Regions from separate parts of the Macaca mulatta genome. Here region 1 is linked to region 2. Evidence: chromatin contacts called from public Hi-C data. All regions are on one chromosome and are shown on one strand. The core of a region is the stretch at or near the end of the contact, and the rest is flanking DNA. Distances in the headings are between cores, read along the strand shown.

What was found. A called contact is a pair of places that touch in the nucleus more often than the background predicts.
Region 1: a Hi-C map of CD4 T cells shows a contact between it and region 2, with 5 times the contacts expected there. The contact joins the promoter of DCAF1 here to the promoter of RBM15B in region 2. A contact is called at or near these places in 3 of 14 Hi-C or Micro-C datasets (CD4 T cells, fetal cortex germinal zone and liver).

What each region holds. Positions count from the first base shown.
Region 1 is chr2:114,969,021-114,971,950 of T2T-MMU8v2.0, reverse strand. It overlaps DCAF1 (DDB1 and CUL4 associated factor 1), which reads left to right and starts at 1,621. Exons shown (of 27, transcript XR_013413983.1): 1 at 1,621-1,761.
Region 2 is chr2:114,862,253-114,864,959 of T2T-MMU8v2.0, reverse strand. It overlaps RBM15B (RNA binding motif protein 15B), which reads right to left and starts at 1,290. Exons shown (of 1, transcript NM_001265669.1): 1 at 1-1,290. The coding sequence starts at 1,203.

The DNA of each region.
Region 1 (2,930 bases), core at 372-2,871, 110 kb before region 2:
ATTTAAGAGAAGGAGGATGGTCTCTTTTCTGGAAAGAGGGAAATGGGATCTAGTGGGGAGTGAAACCAAGGGAACCAGGATTCAGGTTCCTTACTAGCTGTGGAACACTGAGCATAGCGGCAGGCTTGCTGTGTCTTGTGTTCATGTGACAGTATTGTCCGTGAAGACTCATGGAAATGCACGGAGACTTGCTCAGCATTCCCAGAGAGATAATGAGCTGCGTAAGGCCTTGAAGGTTGGGTAGGATCTTGTCAGGTCAAGATTCTCCTCAAATGTGGAGTCATGTTTATCTTCTATGCCCCGCAAAAGGGACCGCTGGTCGGAGTAAGGAGTCTTCTGGTTCTGCTAATTGGTTGTGTGATGCTGGGCAAGTCACTCACTCCCTCTGGGCCTCATTTTTCCCAATAACATGAAGAAATTGAATTAAGTGACCTGTGAGGTCAGTCCTGCCTCAATCTATGAGCTTTTGATTTTTCACTTCTCTGCCTCACGTATAATACCTGGCAATAAGTATCTATTGATTCCTACAGGCTAGGTCTTGAACAAAAAGAGAGGCTGGGCGCAGTGGCTCATACCTGTAATCCCAACACTTTGAGGGACTGAGGCAGGAGAATCACTTGAGCCTAGAAATTCAAGACCAACCTGGACAACACAGTGGGACTCCGTCTCTACAAAAATTTTAAAAAATTAGCTGGGTGTGGTGGTGCACACCCGTAGTCCCAGCTACTTGGGAGACTGAAGTGGGAAGACAGCTCGAGCCCAGGAGGTTGAGGCTGTAGTGAGCTGTGATTGCGCCATTGCACCCCAGCGTGGGTGACAGAGCGAGGCTCTGTCTCAAAAAAAAAAGACGGAGAACAAAGAGGCTGGGAGGCCCCGGTGGGTGGACCGCTTCAGCCCAGGAGTTCGAGACCAGACTGGCCAATATGGTGAAACCATGTCTCTACCAAATACACACACACAAAACAAAAACAAAAATTAACTGGGTGTCGTGGCATGCACCTGTAGTCTCAGCTGGAGGCTGAGGTGGGAGGACTGTTTGAGCCCGGGAGGCGGAGGTCGCAGTGAGCTGAGATCGTCACTGCACTCCAGCCTGGGCAACAGAGCGAGGCTCTGTCTCAAAACAAACACATAAAAAACAACTAGTGCCTTCTGTTTTAATGAGTGCTGTGATTTCTGATATGTTTATGAGAAAATATTTTCTTAGATCACGGTATGTTCTAGGTAAGATGAGGCAAATAGCCGAATAAAACAGAGGCTCTTTGCGCACACAGGTCAGAACAAGACACTAAAGCATCAGGCGATTATAGTACTGTCTTGGAAGGATTGACTCCCTCACTTTTCACTTCCGCTTTCCGAAGCAGCCAATGAGTACTCAGCAGTTCGCATTTATCCAAAAAAACTACAAATCCAGAAGTCAATGCGCGGGGCGAAGAGCTCATGCGTCAATTGGGACTGGTGGGCCCGCCCCTAGACGCGGAACTTCATTTCCCAGGCGTCCCCGGGGCTCTTCGATTTTCCTCGGATCGTGCAGGCGTTCTCCTCCCGCCCCTTGCTCACTGTCCTCGCGCCAAGTAGGCGCGCGCGCCCGCGCGCGCGGTGCACGTAGCGCGCGAGTGACGCATAATATGTGGGCCGCTGTGGAGCCGTGGTCGCGCTGTGTGTGTATGTGAGTGAAGAGTGAGTGCGGGACCTGAGGCTGTGTGTGTGAACTGTGGCCACTGGCGGGGTCGCGGGGGGGCAGTGGCGGAGCCGCCTCGGACGGTGAGTGGGAAATGGAGGGAGGCGACTCTACGGGAGGGGCGCGAGGAGGCAGGGCGCGTGGCTGGCCGGGCGGCAGAGTGGGCGCCGGGCTGGGGGAGGGGCGGCACCTGCTTGGGCCGCCGGCGAGGAGGGGGCGGGCCGGTCAGCCGGGAGGCTGGGCCCGGGGCCTGACAGGACTTTTCCTCCTCCTGATTCTTGTCCCGGGGGCGGGGCCTCCACGTTCTTCCTCCACTCCCCACGAGAAGCTTCCCGAGAGTAACTCTTCCGCCCGGAGTGGGGGGGCGGGGTGTGTCAGCCCCTACCTGGAGGGAGGGGCGCATGTCATATCCCTTGTCATCTTTTCCCTTCCAATCTTTCTAGTCTCTGTTCCGTACGGGCTTGGGGGGGCTCCATCTTCCGTACTATACGGCGGGCCCCTTCACGGACTGTGTCTCCGCCTCCAGCTCCAGTCACCTGGGCGGGCTCTCCAGTCTCTCGGCCTCGTGCCACCTCTCCCTGCACCCGCCCGGCTCTTGGACCTTGCGACGGGGGCGGAGCTTTCTGGTCACTCCTCTCATCCCCATGAAGAAGGGAAGGGTTGGAAAGAGGTGTGCGGGTCCCGCAGCCTGGAGTCAAACCTCAGAGTGCCCGCCAAACTTCCCGGGAGTCTGTTTCCGGGGGTTATAGTAGTTTTCAACTGGGGTTTCAGAAGCGTTTGCTTCACAACTTCACTTCCTAGACGGTTTTCTGTCTGGCTTCCTCTTACTGCAGTGGCAGCGCTCTGGTTTTCCATTTGTTGAGGAAATAGTTTTGGAGTGTTTGTATTAGTTATTTTTGAGTCAGAAATGACTTGTCCTTGGCCACGTCATGTTGGTCTCAGTTTTTCCTTACCCTGTTTTTTCGATGAAGCCTTTTAATTAGTCTTTACACGTTTTAATTTTTTATGTTAGTAGCATCTTCCTGTTCAAAATGCATTGTTAATGTACAGAATGAGAGGTTAATTGGTAATATCCTTCATTTTCTTTTTCCAGCTTACTGGAGTTTACCTTTAATGTTTATGTGTGTAAATGTAGACTTTAGGAATCGATTTAGTATTTTTCTTAATGATGTGAACATTTGGGTTTTCTATATAGCAGTTATTCATTACCCATTTTTGAGTAGGTATATATTTTTGGATGTTGAGATAATAG
Region 2 (2,707 bases), core at 41-2,540:
CACTCGGCCCGACATGGCCACCTTAGCCCTATGGGCCATGTCCAGGTTCTGGAACTTGAGGAAGGCATAGGCACCACCTTGGCCACGGGCAGGTCTCTTGATGACCACCTCCTCGATGATGCCATATTTCTCGAAGGCCCGTCGCAGCTCCACCTCAGATACGCTGTGGTCCAGGTTCCCAATGAAGAGGTTGCGCGTGGCCCGCTGGTCGTCCTCGGGCATCAGGTCCTCCTCACACACAGTTGGGTAGCCATAGGGGCGCCCACGGTCGTCGTACAGCCCGTAGTAGTCCAGGGCCCGCTCTCGGGACAGTCCCACAGCGGCGGCAGCGGCGGCATCCAGGGCGAAGGCTGCGGCGGCGTGGCGGGCGCGGGGCTCCCGCAGGGGCGGGGCAGCGACGGGGGACAGCGAGCGCTGCTTGTACTGGTAGCCTCCGTGCAGCGGAAGGTAGCCGAGCGGGTCGGTGGGCGCGGGCGGCCCTGGGGGAGGCGTGGAAGCGGCGGCGCTGCTGCTGCTACTTCGCCGACTGCTCCCGCCGCCGCCGCGCAGGTACACGGGCTCTACCTTGAGCGGGCGGTCGTAGAGCAGCAGCTGGCGGGCCAGGGCGTGCTGGCGGGCCTCGCGCGCGTCTTGTGGGTGCCGGAAGTTCACGTAGGCCACACGGCCCAGCTCAGGCGTGTGCGACAGGCGGAGGCTGATCTCGCCGAAGCGCTTGAACTGGTGGAAGAGCCGGTCTTCGAGGTGCTCGGCAGGCAGCGCGGGGCTCAGGCTGCTGATGAGCAGCGTCTTGTACTCAGGCGCGGCTGCGGATGAGCCGGGACCCGCGGGCTCGGCCCCAGGCGGTGGCGGAGGCGGCGGCAGAGGAGACGCGCGGGGCGACAAGCCGGAGGCGCCCGGGTCCCCCGAGGCCTTGCCACCGCGTCCCCCGCCGCCAGCGCCGGAGCCCGAGGAGCGCCCGCTACTCGCGCGGTGATTCGCGTCCCCGGTGCCGCGGCCGTCGCGATGCCCGCCCCCGCCGCTTCCGCTGCCGCGGGGTTTGTCGCGGGCCCGCGCTGGAACCGGGTGCTTGGCGCCGCCAGAGGCCTTGTGCGCCGCCCGCCGCCCGCCCGCCTCCGCCTCCCGTTCGCGCTCCCGCGGACGCTTGGCCGACGATGACGAGCCGCGCCCGCTCGGGCTAGAGTCTCGCTCGCTCTGCCGCTTCATGGCGCTGGCGCGGCGGGCGGGCGGCCCGTAGGTTTCTCACAGCGGCGGCGGCGGCGGCGGCGGCCGAGGAGGCAGCGCCCCCGGCGCCGCCATCTTGGACAAAAGGACTCGGCGCGGCGGTGGCGGCGGGGCGGGGCGGGGCGGGAGCGGCGCCTAGGGGCCGGGCATTGCGTTATCAAGCTGCGCCGGCCGTGCCACGTGACCCTGCGGCGGGCGGGGCGAGATCCGCGCCGGGCCTGCCTCATCGCGCAGCGTCGCCCAGTGCCATGTGACCCTGTGAGTGCCGGGTGAGTGGGCCTGGGCCGCGCGCTCTGCCGCCACCGCGCGGCCCGTATGGCAGATGCTTGAGGCTACGCGGAGTGTAGGGAACCCTGAGAGGCCGGCGGGACGACCTAACGCTTTGTGCTCCCTGGCGTGCTTTGCCGCTTTGGGTCCAACTACCTCCTCCTGCAGGCGCTGGAGCCCGCGCTGATTGGAGCAAGAGTGACAGTTTCCATGGGCGTTGGGTCTGGGGCATTAACCCAGTCAGTGGTCTCTTTAGTATCCCCTCAGTCCCAGGACTAGGCTTGAGCAAACCCCGCATCACCCTCCTTGGCTTCTCCTGCCTGGGATCTGGGGTTGACAGCCCCAAGGACTAATGCATGCCCTTCCTTAGCCCCTGTCCAGGATCCAAGGCGCACATTCCGCGCATTCTCCACGTGTAGGTTCACCTGCAGGAGTCCCCGAAAATGCCATGAGGACAATTGTTGTCATTCAGGTAAGCGGAGACAAGCCTGCAGTTGCAGTTCAGTTGGAATAGACTCTAACACCACTCTTGGGTCCCACCCTCTTCTGTGGGCATCTGGGCAGACAGCAGGCTGGAAAGGTAGGGCCACAAGAGCTAAGGATGAAGAGGCCATATGCACAGATAGTGCCAGCCGTTATCAGTTTGCCACGCTGACCCTTCGTTGGCCAGTACCCTCCTGTTCATCACCTTCAGGAGAACCTCTTCTCCCCAGGTGAGGTGAGGGAAAGGGTGCCCAGGTGCTCAAGCCTATTGAGGAAGCTTTCATTCTCCAAGGACAGTTGCTGGAGCCATGGTAGAACCTGACCCAATTCCCGGCACAGAATCCTTGCGATGGGGAAGAGCACACCAAGTCATGGCATCTTCTCACAATGAGAAAGCAGCTCCTGGAGCAGCTCAGGCAGGTGCAGGGGGAAAGGTCTTGGAAGAAAGCAACGGGTTCCACAGCAGCCTGTAAGGCCTCCTACTGGCAAACTGAGCTTAGGAGACACAAGTGATCTGAGGCAAGAGCAATTCCTTGGAAAGCACTGGTTCTTAGTTCGTCCTTTCAGGTGGTTTCTACAGGTGTTTTCATTGAGCCACAGCTCACACTAACAACTGGGTTTCCTAAGCACCAATGCCACAGAGCGTGGCTTAAGAAGCAGACTCCAGAAAAACCCTGGACCTCAACTGTTTGACTAATGTAGGGTAAACAAAGGCAAAAGGCAGCTTCCCACTCCC